Linked DNA regions of Cricetulus griseus: region 2 is linked to region 1. The links are chromatin contacts, called in public Micro-C maps. All regions are on one chromosome and are shown on one strand. The core of a region is the stretch at or near the end of the contact, and the rest is flanking DNA. Distances in the headings are between cores, read along the strand shown.

Evidence for each region. Hi-C and Micro-C count contacts between places; a contact is called where the count stands out from the background.
Region 2: a contact with region 1 is called in a Micro-C map of the CHO-K1 cell line, with 3 times the contacts expected there. The contact joins two enhancer-like sites. A contact is called at or near these places in 2 of 8 Hi-C or Micro-C datasets (the CHO-K1 cell line and fibroblasts).

What each region holds. Positions count from the first base shown.
Region 1 is chr6:33,151,687-33,159,041 of CriGri-PICRH-1.0, forward strand. Rin2 (ras and Rab interactor 2) reads right to left here. Exons shown (of 13, transcript XM_027421601.2): 8 at 5,907-5,998; 9 at 3,058-4,212. Among named protein-coding and RNA genes, the nearest start is that of Naa20, 42 kb to the left of the region's middle. Within about 2 kb of position 3,600, at least 6 of the 6 cell types and tissues checked have open chromatin away from gene starts, as enhancers often do. A contact at or near this core is called in the CHO-K1 cell line, where this site is marked.
Region 2 is chr6:33,307,109-33,314,463 of CriGri-PICRH-1.0, forward strand. The region is part of intron 1 of Rin2 (ras and Rab interactor 2); the gene reads right to left. Among named protein-coding and RNA genes, the nearest start is that of Rin2, 27 kb to the right of the region's middle. Within about 2 kb of position 2,668, at least 2 of the 6 cell types and tissues checked have open chromatin away from gene starts, as enhancers often do. A contact at or near this core is called in the CHO-K1 cell line, where this site is marked.

The sequences.
Region 1 (7,355 bases), core at 2,350-4,849:
AATGATTGCTCTAATTCTACCAGGGTTAACCCCTAAAATGTCCCCTCCCACTTCTGTGGCTTTAGAATGGATGTTCTGGGAGTCTGGGATTAAATTAGAATTCCTGTTTCCTAAAGTCAGACCTCCAGAAAGAAAGACTGGATGAAATTCTTTAAAGTGGAGAAACCCAAATGGCATTCTTGGAAAGCCTTCCCAGCACTGGCAGACACCTGTTCAGAACAAACTTGAGGCTTGGAATTCTGTAGATAGCATGGAAGTACTACTGCTTCACAGCAGTGAAGATCCCAGTCTTCCTACCAGGAAGTGAGATGTGGGAAAAAGCACACATACAATAGAGGTGAGGAGATCTGGGCTGCATGCCACTCCCCTACAGGCTTGGGCTCACCTTCTGTCCATAGCTCTACACAGCTTGGCTTCTCTTTGAACTGGCAAATTATGGGCGATATATGCAGAAACATACCAGCTTTTGGGTTATGAGTTTCAAAAGTGTCACTGTGCTAACAAGTCCTTAGTAAGCCACCCAGCCATTCATATAACAAAATGTAAAACACAGATGACTGGTTAAATCAATTTCACTTTCACATCGAAGAGGACTGACTTTCTAATAATTAGGATCACTTCTTCCCCTTGGTACAGTTTCTCAGGCTGACCTCTGCTACACTAGCCTTCCCCTTACTTTCAAAAGCCTGGTGCTTTTCAAAGCCCTTTCAAAACATTATGTTTTTCATTCATGAAGCAACAGGAAAAGCTGCCTGCCTTCAGGCAAATGTTTAAAAAAAACCACAAAACACCCCAAACCAGGCTGGACATGGCAGCACACTCCTGTAGTCCCAGCTATTCCTGAAACTGAGCAGGAGGACTGCTGGAAGCCAGACTGTGCAAATAGGCTAAACAATAAAGCAAGACTTCTGACTTAAACAAATAAAATCAACCAAGCAACCAAAAGGCAAAACCAATACAAAGCAGGACGATGTTTCTATAGGTATTTAGCCACAGCAAAGGACCAGTAAACTGTCACAACTCCCCTAATGACCAAACTTAAACACAAGAAGTAGAGGTAGGCTGGCACAATGGGGACTTAACACAGGTGGTGGCTCATGCCTGCAAACCTAGCCCTTGGAAGGCTGAGGCAGGAAGACTAAGAGGGTTCAAGGTTGGTCAGTGTCACGTAGTACAGCTTCATACCAGTTCAAGTTCTGGCCTTGCCAGCTACTAGGGGTGTGGGCTGACATATCACCTGTCTTCCCCAATCCCTCAAGGGATAGAGTGCATTTTGACTGGGGTGTGTGTGGAGGGGGAGTGGGGAGCACCCACTGAAGCAGCTTGTTCAGGCTGCCCAGCTTGTCTGGGAGGCTCTACAGATGTGGGCTACCTTTCTCAGTAGGGACTTCAATTTTAAAATAAGAATTATAATTTTCTGGATGTTTTTGAAGAGGATGAGATTTTGAGTTCTACACACACACCTACACACACACACACACACACACACACACACACACCTACACACACACACCTACACACACACACACACACACACACACGTATACACATACATAGATACACACACAGACACCCCCATGCACACACACTTGTGTATACACACACACACACACACACACACACACACACACACCCCTGACAGGCAAACCTTCCTAAGACTTTCTTACAAGTATTGGTGCTTAAGACATCATTGAGGAAGCCCAGGCTGAGGCTGGCTGGTGCCATCTGCAAATGTAGCTCACTCCTGCCAATAGCCTCCTAGAAACTGAGCTTCCTCAGTCCTGGGAGGAAGCCTCTCTTTCGGGTAGGGTAACCGTGACTATGAATTTGGAGATGGTATTCATCAGAGGGAAGACTCTAGGGCTGCAGGGGGAAAAGGCAACTTCTGTGGCTACTTTGCATTCTGAGGAGGTCTCCTGAAGCCTTTCAACCCTGAGACACTTCACAAAGACACATTCCTTTCAGCTGCTCTCTCCCTAGCACCCCAGCTCTTCTAACCACGCCCAAACAACCCTGGGCTAGGTCAGAGCACCACAAGAAAACAAACAGGGCTTTGAGTCTTTTGTGACCAAATCAAAGAGCTGCTCAAATTCAAAGTAGAAGAGAGAGAGAGAGAGAGAGAGAGAGAGAGAGAGAGAGAGACATGCTCTACCACACACTGTTTACTACTTTCAGCAAACACACCCAATCAGAAAGAAGAAATCCGAGTTTAGCTAAACCATGGAAATGTTTGCAAACTCTTGGCTGTTGCTACCCACTGAATGAAGTCTCTGAAATTAACCTTTTAGAGTCAACCCTCTGAAATTAAAACAAAGCAAGACAAAAAACTTGGATACTCTTTGCTCTGGAAAAAAAGTCTGCTTGCCAAATTCAAATTTGCCTTGGCAAGCTGCTTACCAAAGTAACTATTCACAATTGAGTCCTTCTGTGAGGTCACAGAGAAAGCATTTCCCCTTGACTCTGGAGAGAATGCCTTTCATGTGATCTCCAAATTATGTCACTTATAGCAAAGGTACAACAAATAAACTTGTCTTTCCCATTTCTTGCTTATTCTTAAACTAAGCCTGATACAGACTCTGTAGGGTCAAAGCCAGCAGCGAGGTTACACTTGACAAAGGGTCTCAGGTCCCAAGTGTTGGTCTGTGTTCTGCTTTCTGGGCTGGGGAGGGTACACAGGTGTGCTTTTCCTACCCGTCTTCACACTTCTAACATATGCTGCGACAAAACAAAACACCGACAGCCTCTCAAAAGGCAGCAAAAATAACTGTCTATAAGTTTGCAGCTTACAGAGAGATGCACACCCAGAAAATGCTCAACAGATGTGTCATGCACACACATAGGGCAAGAGGAGTCAGCAACTGGGACCTTCCAAAGCAGTACAAACATTTGCAGCTTGATGTGTAGCATCTGCCTTAAAAGGGAGCTCTTTCCATTCAAATCAGGTGGGAGATTGAGTCATTTGTAACTTTAGAGTAAACTTCGCCCAAAACAACTAACAAGATGCGCCATCAGACAAGAGTTACAGCAGATTTGAAAGTGGGGAAGAAAGGCACTTACCAATTTGGTCTTCTGGGATCAGCGACTCAATAGGGGGGTCCAGTTCCGAGCTCTGGGACAAATAGTTCTTGACCTGGGTCATAAACTGTCGGATGGTCTGCAGCATGTCAGTGCTGGACACATGGCATTCCTTGTTTTCCTTCAGGAAGCTCACGTAGTCCTGCACCAGGCACCCGAAATAGGTGCATTTGTCCCGGGACAGCTCGGCTATCCTGCGGACCATCCGCTTCTCAGGGGTCATGAAGGAGCTGAACACCCCGCTCATCTTTCGCAACTGGGACTTGACGAGCTTGGGCAGCACAAAAGAGCTGTTCCTCTTCTTTTTTGACTTAATGGGAGGTGCCATGGTCTCCTGGTCACTCTCCCCTTCGTAATCCTCCAGGCTGCTGGTGGTGTCGGCCTCGTAGCCATACAGAGGCATGCTCCGGTCGAACTCCAGCGAGTCGGAGGAGGAAGTGGAAAGGCTCATGTCGCTCAGCCTCTGCCTGCCTCCATGGCACGGTGGTGGCTGTGATTCAGAGCCGGGCGGCGGCGCCCTTGTGCAATCCCCGGGGGCGTCCCTAGGCGGGGCTCCACCTGCGTGCCCAGCTGTGCCCAGCTCCGGCTCCGGCTCAGGCTCTGGCTCAGGACTCCGACTGGGCCGGCAGGCGGTCAAGGTCTTAGCGCTGCCTTCTGCTTCCAAAAAAGAAGCCTGCTTCTTCAGCCGGGGTGGAGGGATGGGAGTTGGTTTTGTTCCAAGCAGAGCTACGTTCCCATGTTTGCTATGGTTGACTGTTTCTGGCATGCTCGTCTGGGGTTCAGTCCTGGATAGCCCAGGGCTTGTGTGTAGACTATTAATAGCGGGTGGCGGGGGCCTGGGTGGGGGCGAGCGAGGCCTCTCGGTGCCATTCGCGTTGGGAGTCCTTGTGCTCGGCCGCTTTGGGCCTGGGCTGAGGTCCTGGCTGTGCACTTTCAAGAAAAGAGGATTAATAAAACACAAGGCTCCGTTGGTCTGGCTGCACTCCAGCTCCGAAGGCGTCCTGGTTTTTATAGAATGCACTCCATTTATAAGGCAGAGCTGACGCAAGGAGGCAGGACAGATGCCGGCTGAGGAGAGAGGCCTATGGGGAGGTGGGGAGTTTGGGGGTTTGTTGTCAGCTGAGGAGCTCCAAAAATCTGAAAGTCATTATCAGTGAAGACAAGAATGTAAATATAGTGTAGTTGGGCCATTCCTTTACAAGTCTCTCTCTCTCTCTCTCTCTCTCTCTCTCTCTCTCTCTCTCTCTCTCTCTCACACACACACACACACACACACACACACACACATACACACACAGAATCTGTAGGTCAACAGAGGTTTAACTTGGGGTCTGCTTTTCTCCTTTGATTCCTCTCTCCCCCTTTCATTATGCTCCCTTACTGGAAAAGGCAGAAAGGCAGGCAGACCCAGCTATGGGCTCACAGGAAAACTCCAGGGACTTCTCACCTTCAAAGCCTTTGAGAAAGGTTGGCTGAGCTAACAGCTCCAGCCTAGCCCTTCACCCAGGTAAGAAGGACAAAGAGAATTGGAATGTGTCCAGGATAAGCTCACAAAGGGCACAGGGCTACCACTGAGCTTGCTTTTCAAAATCTCACTGAGCCTGGACAGCAACACCACTCTTTCCAATCAACATCTCCAGGGTGCCCTCCAAAGAGGCAGCTGCCAGCCAAGGAGTTCATCTGGCCTCCAAGTTCTCCTTTATGAGGAAGGACCAGCAGCTGGGCCTGAGGGATGTTACACAATCTACTTGAAGTTTTACACATTCAGCATTAAAACCCAACACAGAGGAAAATTGCATTCAAGGGTCCCATCCCTATGGGGGCGAGATGGGGTGGGGTTGCAGTGTGTGTGTGTGTGTGTGTGTGTGTGTGTGTGTGTGTGTGTGTGTGAGAGAGAGAGAGAGAGAGAGAGAGAGAGAGAGAGAGAGAGAGAGAGAGACAGACAGACAGACAGACAGACAGACAGAGAGGTTTTTAGGTTCTAGACACCTAGGTATGAGGCTTTAAAAATCCCAAACTTCCATTTGAATACTGGGGTATGATTGTTAACCTACCCAAAGACCAAAGTCTTAAAATCTTAAAAGAAATTCCCCTCTTCATCTAGGAGGAAAATATTTAACTAAAGTTAAATCCATACTGATTCTGCCAGAGCACTTGGAAAAAGTCAAACCAGGTGAACTGTGTGTTCACTGTCAGCCACATTCTGGCAGAATTGTGGGGCTTTGAGGGAAATCAGCAAAGAGGCAGACTACAGAAGTCAGTGCGAGCTGACAGAGTGAGGACCTTTGGTGGGATGAATGACATGGCCCATAGCAGCAGGATGGGAGCTGAGTAAGAGGGAAAGAGAGCCATGTCACTGAGATGCTGTCATCACTCCTCACAGCGCCAGAGTGTCACCCGTGTCTGTGTGCCTCTTAGGATAAAAGCCATGCATGTGAATGCTGAGATTACCACTGGACCTCTCTTTCTCTTAGTGTGCCTTTCTCCAGCAAGATGCTGCAGAAAGAGAAGACCTTGGTGGGTCTTATGCTGGGCTCTACATCTGGGGAGCCTTAATAGTTTGAAGGGATAAGCTAGGAGATTTAGGAGTTACCCAGGCACACTTAACCCTGGTATCTGAGTGAGGGATGAACATTGAACTTTGGTAAAGAATCCCAGAATGTGTGATTCAGGCACCTCTGGGTTCTGAGAGCTACATTTTGCCATGAAAGTGGGGTTCTTTTTTATTACAATTGTGTGTTTGATGGGGTGATGGAGCCATGGGGCAGCCCAAAAGGAATACTACTCATGGATTTATTCTAAGATTGACCCAGGCAGGGGTACCCACTTACTTAGTCCCAGTTGGGCTAGTTCTTCAAGCTGAGACTCCGTCTTGGCTGTTGAAATGGCATAAGGCAACTTCAAGGTGAATGGCAGAACATCCCTGATATACACATAAAAGAAAGAGAAAGAATGTTTGTAATTACATAGCTGGTGATGCACTCATGCATTCATTTTCATTTAATGTGAGACGTTTCACATTAAACTGTCCAAAACATGGCAAGTTGACACCATACCACATCCAACCAGAGCTTCTCTCTTTTGGTGACTCTCATCTGAATTATCACATTGGGGACAGGCCAAGACATAAAGCTGCCTGATTGAATCTGTGCCAAGGGTCCAGATTCCCTGCTGGGTAGCATTGGGTGTGTAGAATTCATATCAGGATGTCCATCACCCCTCGAAAGCAGCATGCCCCACTTAGCTAGATGCCCATCATAATGCTGGGCTGTCACTCTCTAGACAGGCATGTTCAATACTTAATCCCCTGCTGGCCTCTCACATACAGTTTCATTGTGACATTTTCCAATTAGAGATCACTCATGTGGCCCCTGTGTGTTGGAGATCAAAGTCTCTACTGTGCTTTGGGGCTGGCTAGTGTACTCTAACATGGATGTATACAGGGATCTCTGGAGACCTCATTATATTACACACTTCATACTTAGATTTTTTGTTTGTTTGTTTGTTTCTTTCTTTTTTTTTTTTGGTTTTTTGAGACAGGGTTTCTCTATGCAGCTTTGGAGCCTATCTATCCTGGCACTCGCTCTGGAGACCAGGCTGGCCTCAAACTCACAGAGATCCACCTGCCTTTGCCTCCCGAGTGCTGGGATTAAAGGCGTGCGCCACCAACACCCGGCCATGGCTCATTTTTTAATGCAAGGCTGAAAACCAAACTCTAAGAACTCCTAACATTAGCACAGGGCTCAGCATAAAACCCTGCCCAGGAGAAAGTCATATTCAATGACAATCATGACCTGAACACAAAGGTGTATTAATTTTTTTTTGGTAGTGGTTTTGGCCTTAGAAAAAAGTAATTATCTACTCTTTCCCTTCACAAATGTTTATTATCATTTATCTACAATAAACAGACCTCGTTCTGGGCCAGGAACAAAACATGAGTCCCTGTCAGAATGGAGCACCATGCCTGTAAACATAAACAGGATACAAACAGGTAAGCTATGTATAGAATTAGGGGAAGAATCACAAACTATGGAAAACCATTATGCGTGAGGGGGAAATAAAGACTGTTTGAAGCCAGCTGGTGTGGAGGCGCACACCTGTAATCTCAGCACTATCTGTGACGGGGAGGCTTAAGCAGGAGGATCAGAAGTTTCAGGCCAGCAGGGCCTACACAGCAAATTCCAGAACAGCTTGCCTCAAAAATAAAATAAAATAAATAAAAATATAAGAGGGCCAGCAGTGAGATGGCTCAGTGAATAAAGGTGCTTGCTTTGCAGAAC
Region 2 (7,355 bases), core at 1,418-3,917, 150 kb after region 1:
TGAATCTCCTGAGAGATGGGGTAAATGGCTATGGAGGAATATTTTGATTGCATTAATTGAGGTGAAAAGATCCACCCACTATGGGTGTCACCCTTTCTTGGCTGGGATACTAGACTGTAATGGAGAATCCACTCTTTTCTCTCTGCCTTCTGATGGTGGATGTGCCATGACAAATTACTTCAAGTTCTGCTGCCTTGACTTCACACCATGATGGACTACACCCTTGAACTGTGAGTCAGAGGAAACCCTTATTCCCTGAAGTTGCTTTTTTTCAGGCATTTTATCACAGCAACAGGAAGAGAAATGAAAACACTCTAACTCCATAGCATTGGACTCCATACTACGAAGAGTGAAATCTTACTCTAATACTCAATATGAAGTTACTTCTCTTTATTATGGCCTAAGCTATTGGATATGTTTTGTTTCTGGGAGCAACACAATGCTGGCCTTCATCAGAAACCCTTGAGAGCAGAGTGGGTCTTAATTCCTATAACTCTGTTTTTAAAAATTGGTGATTATTTTCCATGAGATTTCATGAATCCCTTATAATTTTCTCTCTTGCTTCAGACAACTAAAGTAAAATTTCCCTTTCAGTTTTAATACTAACTTAAAAAACAAAACATCCCATGGAGACCTAGTGTGCACTGGTGGCAAACAGCAGCCTTGTTGGGCACGTATACAGCCTGTTCTCCTAAGGGACCTTCAAGACAATTTCCTAGCAGCTCCTCATACCCCTAATCTCAATGCTGCCCCCAGACTAGACTCTAGATAGGCATGTATAGTGCCTTTGGGAAGCCCTAGCACACAGTGACCAGGGTTCGAACCCACTAGGTCATCAGGTCCATCTGATACACCAAGCTGCAGAATAAAGAACATGTGATTAAGGTCCTGCCTAGAACCGAGTTCAATTCCCCTTGCCACCAGGAAGGAGCTCCACATCTCAAAGAAGTGGGGCTTCACCAAGTTTAATGCAGATGAATTTGAAGACAGAGTAGCTAAGAAGTGGCTCATTCCTGATAGCTATGGAGTCAAAAGATGTTCTCAATTGTGGTCCTCCCCTCCCCGGGCAATTGGTGGGCTCTGCCTTCCTGGGGGCTTCCACTATATTCTCCTATATGCCACCAAATTATGTTCACAGATATAATCACACATGAATCTCACATCCAGTCTGGGAAAAACAAAACCATACGTCAGTGCAATGTACTATGAACCCAGCATCTTTTCAGCTTTGTTCCATCAGTGGGCAAAGTAGATAGTTCTAACAAACAATCTACTCCACAGCTCTTGCCAAAAGCAATGGAGAGTTACAGCCTCACAGCTACAAAACAGAAAGACAAAAGGAAAAGGAAGGCATCTAAAAATATCTCAATTCTGCTCGATGGGAAAGGTTAATTTATGAGATGAGTCTAAGAGGGACATAATTCTTCTCAAAAACACGTTCCCTACTCTCTCAGCTTCTTCGAAAAGTGTCCAAAACAACAACAACTAACATAAAATGTTGTTAAGCAAGCTGCTGTTTTTCTCTGGAACTCACTGTTATTACTTAAGAATATATTCATCCTAATTATTCATTGTTGTGTAATAAGACCATAAGACTCGGTGGCTTCAAACAATACTCATTTTCTTATTGCCATGGTTTCCGGGGGTCTGGAATTCCAGAAGAATTTGGCAGAGCAGTTCTGGCTGAGAGTATCACATGAGGTTGTGGCCAGATGGTAGATGGAGCTGGGATGTGAGGCTGGGGGATGGGAGGAGGTGTGGTCAGGCAGCTGGCCTGTAGGAGTAGGTCATGTCTCCCTGTGGTTCAGGGCTTTGTCATTGGTCTCTCTGGCTAATTTAGGCTTCCTTATAGCATGTAGTCTCAGAACAGTCTATCTGCTTAGCTGATGCAGCTCACAGATCTAGGAAAGCAAAATGGACACCCTGTTATCTTTTCCTTTCCAATTTATCCTCAGAAAGAATGTGGCAAAATTTCTGCCCCATTCTAGTAGGTACAAGTGAGACACGAAGCCACACACAGGTTTGAGGAGAATGGAAAAGACTTTTCATCTTGATGGTACAGTGTCCAAGAGAACACAGAGGCTGAATGAGTGCTGCTGTTTCTTAACTTTGTTGGAAGAATACTACCTTCCTCATAGTCTAAAGTTAACAACGATCACAAAGCAACACATGCAAAAACACTATAAGCATTCTCATTTTTCTTTTCCTTTTAAATCTATTATATTATGATTATTATCATCATCACCATCGTTATTTATGGGAATGAGTGTTTTGCCTGCATGTATGTCTGTGTACTATGTGCATGAAGAGGACCTTGTGGACTGCTCTTTGGGTTCTGGGAATCAAACCTGGATCCTCTAGAAGAGCATTTAATCACTGAGTCATCTCTCCACCCTCACTTTAAAAAAAAAAAAAAAAAGATTGATTGACTGATTGTGTGTGTGTGTGTGTGTGTGTGTGTGTGAGTACATGCCTAAGATGCTATGAGAACATTTGTGATATTTATGATGGGAAATGCTTTGACTCTCAAACTCCTTTTTCTTCAGGCTGTAGCTCTGCTTGAATCCTCTCTATTTTCTGGGTTTGCACCCTGTGTCCTTTTCTAGACCAGTAGTTAGAGCGAGTGCAAGCAAGGGCAGTACTTGGGTGGCTGAGTGGGTTTCCTGATTCAAATACGACCTCTAGTGTTAAAATCATGTCATTTCTTTATTGGCTGGGTCTGCTCTCAGGGTTGGCCTCTGCTATGATTGATTGCCTTTGCTTTCTGTAAGATCCTCAATTTTATTTCTTTTGTTGACTTTCTCAACATCATGAAGTCTCCAGAGGCACCCTCCATCTCTCCCAGAGACCCCTTCCTCAAGACCACTGTGTTTACCTCTTGCAGGGAACCTGAAGTTTGTAGAATTCTGTTTCTTAGCAATCTCAGGCATGATTACTGCATTTGTTCTCTTTCTAGAATAGGGTAATTCTTAAAATAAGTTTTAAGAAGAGATCTGGATCTAGGCAAAGGCCATACTTCTATTGCAACTCAGAGTTTTGTATATAATAATAATAATAACAATAATAACAATAATAATAATAATAATAATAATAATAATAATAATAAAAACCTATTTACTGCATTTAAGAATATCATTTCCCCAAACCTACTTGCTTTTCTTTTTTCTTTTCGTTTTTTTTCTTTTTTCTTTTTTTTTATCATGGACAGTGGTGTTGCATGCTTTCATGATTTTTTTTTTACTTTATTTATTCATTTTTTGAGTTTTTGCCGTTTTTTATTTGAATTACAAACAAGATTGAATTACATGACTATCCCAGTTCCCTTCTACCTCCCTTCCTCCCCTACCACCCCCCAACTAAAACCCTACCTATCACATATCCTTTCTTCTAATCTATACCTGACTCAACCTTTCTGCTCCCTCATGACCTCTTCATCCTTCCTCCTCTTCCCTTCTCATTCTCGTAGCTCCCCTCCCCCTCTTCCCATGCTCTCAATTTGTTCAGGGGATCGTGACCCTTTCCCCTTCCTACTTGCTTTTCATACACAGGCATGTCTTAGTTCAGTATCCATAGAAGGGCAGGTTCCAGGACCTCACAAGTTACCAAACTCACATTTTCAAGACTCTTCCATAAATGGTACCCAGCATATAATCTGTGCACATCCTCCTGCATAAGATACATCACCTCTAGATGGCATAACCAATTCAAATACAACAACAACAACAACAACAACAACAACAACAACCAGTTGCTATTTGTGAGATAATGAGGTGTTTGTGCACATTAAATAAATACAGACCTATTTTCCTCAAATATTAAATTTTTTTTGTTTCTTTTCAAGACAGGGTTTCTCTGTATTTCATTGGAGCCTGTCCTGGAACTCGCTCTGTAGATCAGGCTGGCCTCCAACTCACAAGGATCCACCTGCCTCTACCTCCCAAGTGCTGAGATTAAAGGTGTGCAACCACCAATGCCTGGCTAATTTTTTTATTATTTTATGTATGCTTGTATGTCTGTGCAAACCCTACGGAGGCCAGAAGAAGGTGTTAGATCTCCTAGAACTGGAGTTACAGATTGCTGTAAACTGCCATGTGGATACTGAGAATCAAATCCCAGCCCTCTTTGAGAGCAGCTAGTGCTCTTAACTACTGAGCTATGTCTCTACCATCAAATGTTTTCTATCTGGAGTTATTCAAATTCTTGGATCCAAGCAAAACCAGCCAGTATGGAGAGTCAACTGTGCAAGAATATATATAATGTTCTAAATAAGTAGCTTTTTATAATAACACCCATTCATGTGTATAAATTGTTTAAATTCCATTCTGACCACTGAACCATATTGAAAACCCAAATCCATTTATCTCATCAGCCATTGGCAAGACAGAGAACCCTCTTGTCCCAAACATGGCATGCTCTTGGTGGCATCTTATTTCTGGAATGAAATCAAAGGTTGCAGGAGTCACCAGGAGCACCACATCTGGCTTTCAAACTCTCTTTGGATAAGGAGACATTTGTAGACTTTGAGCATGGCTGTCTAGGGTCATATGGTTCAGACACAGGATAGCATGTCACTGTATTAACCTGGAGCCTCGACCCTGGAGAAAACGATGTAGATTCGACTGGGCTTTAGCTCTAGCACCAACCCACCTGACTCCACTTCACACCACCAGCATCTGCACTGTTTGGCTCGAGAGCATCTCTGGCTCTTCCAGTAGACCTGAAGAACCGGTCCCCAATAGCCTTCATCCTAAGACTGAGGGGGATGGCCAATGAAGACCTCAAATGAGAATGTGGTTCATGTGATGCTCAATATACTTCATGCCACAGCTTCCCTCCCTTCTCACATATGTATCCCCTAAGGGTTTCTGGAGAACATTCCAAGTAAACTACTTCTGACCATCCCAAGTAAACTACTTCCAACCATCCTTGTTTAGGTTTGCTTCTAGAGCGAACTCGGATGAAGACAGCTGACAGCTCTCCATTTGGGCCCTTGCCTCTAGCCGCCCAGAACCTTACTTGGACTGGAATCCTTAAGGTCAGAGACAGAAAGACAGACACCAGACTGAGAGCCCATCCAAACAACGCAAGAACAAAATGAGTGTGAAGCCCAAAAACCTGGGGGCTCAGGGAAGGCCTGGTGGAGAACCTCTGCATGCAATCATCAGGACTGAAAGCTACTCAGGTGGGGGTGAGGAAAGTGACTCTGCAGTCTGTGACAGGCGCTTGAGTATGGTGTCTTCTTTGGAAATGCATATTGAATGAATTGAAAGGTGACGGATTTAGTTTGAGAAAAATCACATTATTGGAAACCCTGCTAAATATGGAAGATGTTTGTCAGTTACAACTCTAATGCCATTTGTTGTGTTCTGATGTGACAAAATGAACAATGGCACCAGGATGGGTGGGAGCTGTATTGTGCAGAAGTTCATTTGTTGTCATTCCCTGTGACTCAGAGAGCTGTGGATATTACCATCTCGGAAGGGAACCTGTTGTTTAAGACTGATGTACACAAGGGGCTTAATGACAGGGAAGAACAACAAGTCAGGAGCCTGGAGACAACTTGTCACATTCCCCAAGTGGCAGACAGCATGGTAGGCAATCATGTAGGGGAAGATGGCTGGAAACAGACATCAGGAGGAGCTAAGGCAGCAGCAGAGAGGGGCATCTCAGAGAGTGGAGGGTACAATAGGTAGTAGCTCTCTGCCTTGGGAGCCTACTGCTGAGCCCGTCTCCCCAAGATAACTGCAAAGTCCTGAGAGTCAAGAGTCTGTCACCAGATAACCCATCTTATAGCGTCCACCTATAGGACATATAGTGTATTGTCATTGGGACTGAGACCTAAAGCTGCAGTAGAGTACTTCTAAAGTATTGGATCTTTGATTGATACCCAATGAAATTTGAAAGCAGGGACCTGTCCTCTTATACAGATCTCAGCACTGTGGGTGCTTGTCTTACTCCAAACACACTTGGAAGTCATCTCCTGACTGGAACATTAGCCACCCCAGAGTGTCTGTATTGGGGAGACCTAAGAGGTGTGAGAACCTGCCCAGTACACAGACTACAAAGCTAACTGTGGCCAGCAAAGGTTCTTGGTATACAAAGGGAAACTCCAAAAGGGAAGACAGCTCTGGAGACACCTGGCCCTTGATGGGCCAAGCTCAGCATCAGCCTAAATGGAATGAAAGACAAGAGTCTTTGACTTCAACAGACTCCAATTTCAGGCAGCCCAGAAACATCCCACACTTCATTTCCCCATTGCCTTTCCCTCTTTGCTTTCTTTTAGAAGTACTTTGACTATTTCTATTTGTGTGTATGGGTGTGAGTGCAGACATGCAAGTGTCATGGCACACATAGGAAGATCAGAGGGCAATCTCAAGTGTCAGTTGTCACCTTGTACTTTGTTTGAGATGGAGGTTCTTGTTGTTCACTACTCCATGTACCAGGCTAGCTGGCAACTAAAGCACAACCTAAAGAATGAAAGAAAAGACCCAAACTATACAACTAGAAATGAAAAAGGAGACATAGCAATACATATCAACCAAACCCAGAGGCTCTTAGGGAATGGTTGGAAAAACCTATATTCCAAAAGATGAAAAACCTAGATGTGGATTAATTCCCAGACACATAACCTAGCCAAATTAAACCATGGAGAGATAACATAAAGAGATCAGTGGTCAGGAGAATGAAGCAGCAATAATCTCCCAGCAAAGGAAAGAGCAGGCCTGGGGGATTCACTGTACAATTCTATCAGACACTTGAAGAAGAACTAAGACTTCATAGTCAGAAGGGAATACTATCAAACTCCTTCGATACCATAAAGCTGGTATTGTCCTTATATCAAAACCAGACAAGGACACAGCAACAAAAAAAGACAACTATAGGCCAATTTACCTAATGAACATAAATGCAAACACTCCTACTCAAATATCTGCAAACTGAATTCAATAAACCTTTAAAGATTATTCTCCTTTGGTTCAGTCCTAAGGTGTGAAATTTGACATACCCAAATTAATAAGTAAGCTATTACTTATTAATTAATTTCTGTTCCTGTTCCCAGGAAGAGAAAGCACATGATGGCCTCAATAGATGCAGCAAAGGTTTATGACAAAGTTCAGTATTCCCTCATGCTAAAATCCCCAGGAAAAACTAGGAACAGAAATAATCTAGCTTAACACAATAAACCTCTACCCAACATCATACTAAGTGGGGAAAGCACTTCCTCTAAAATCAAGAATGAGACAACTGTGCCCACTCTCCCCTCTCTTACTCAAGATTGTGTTTCAGGGGTTTGTTGTTGTTTTGTTTTTTTTTGGGGGGGGGGGATTCTGGCACTTTGTTTTTTGTTTGTTTGTTTT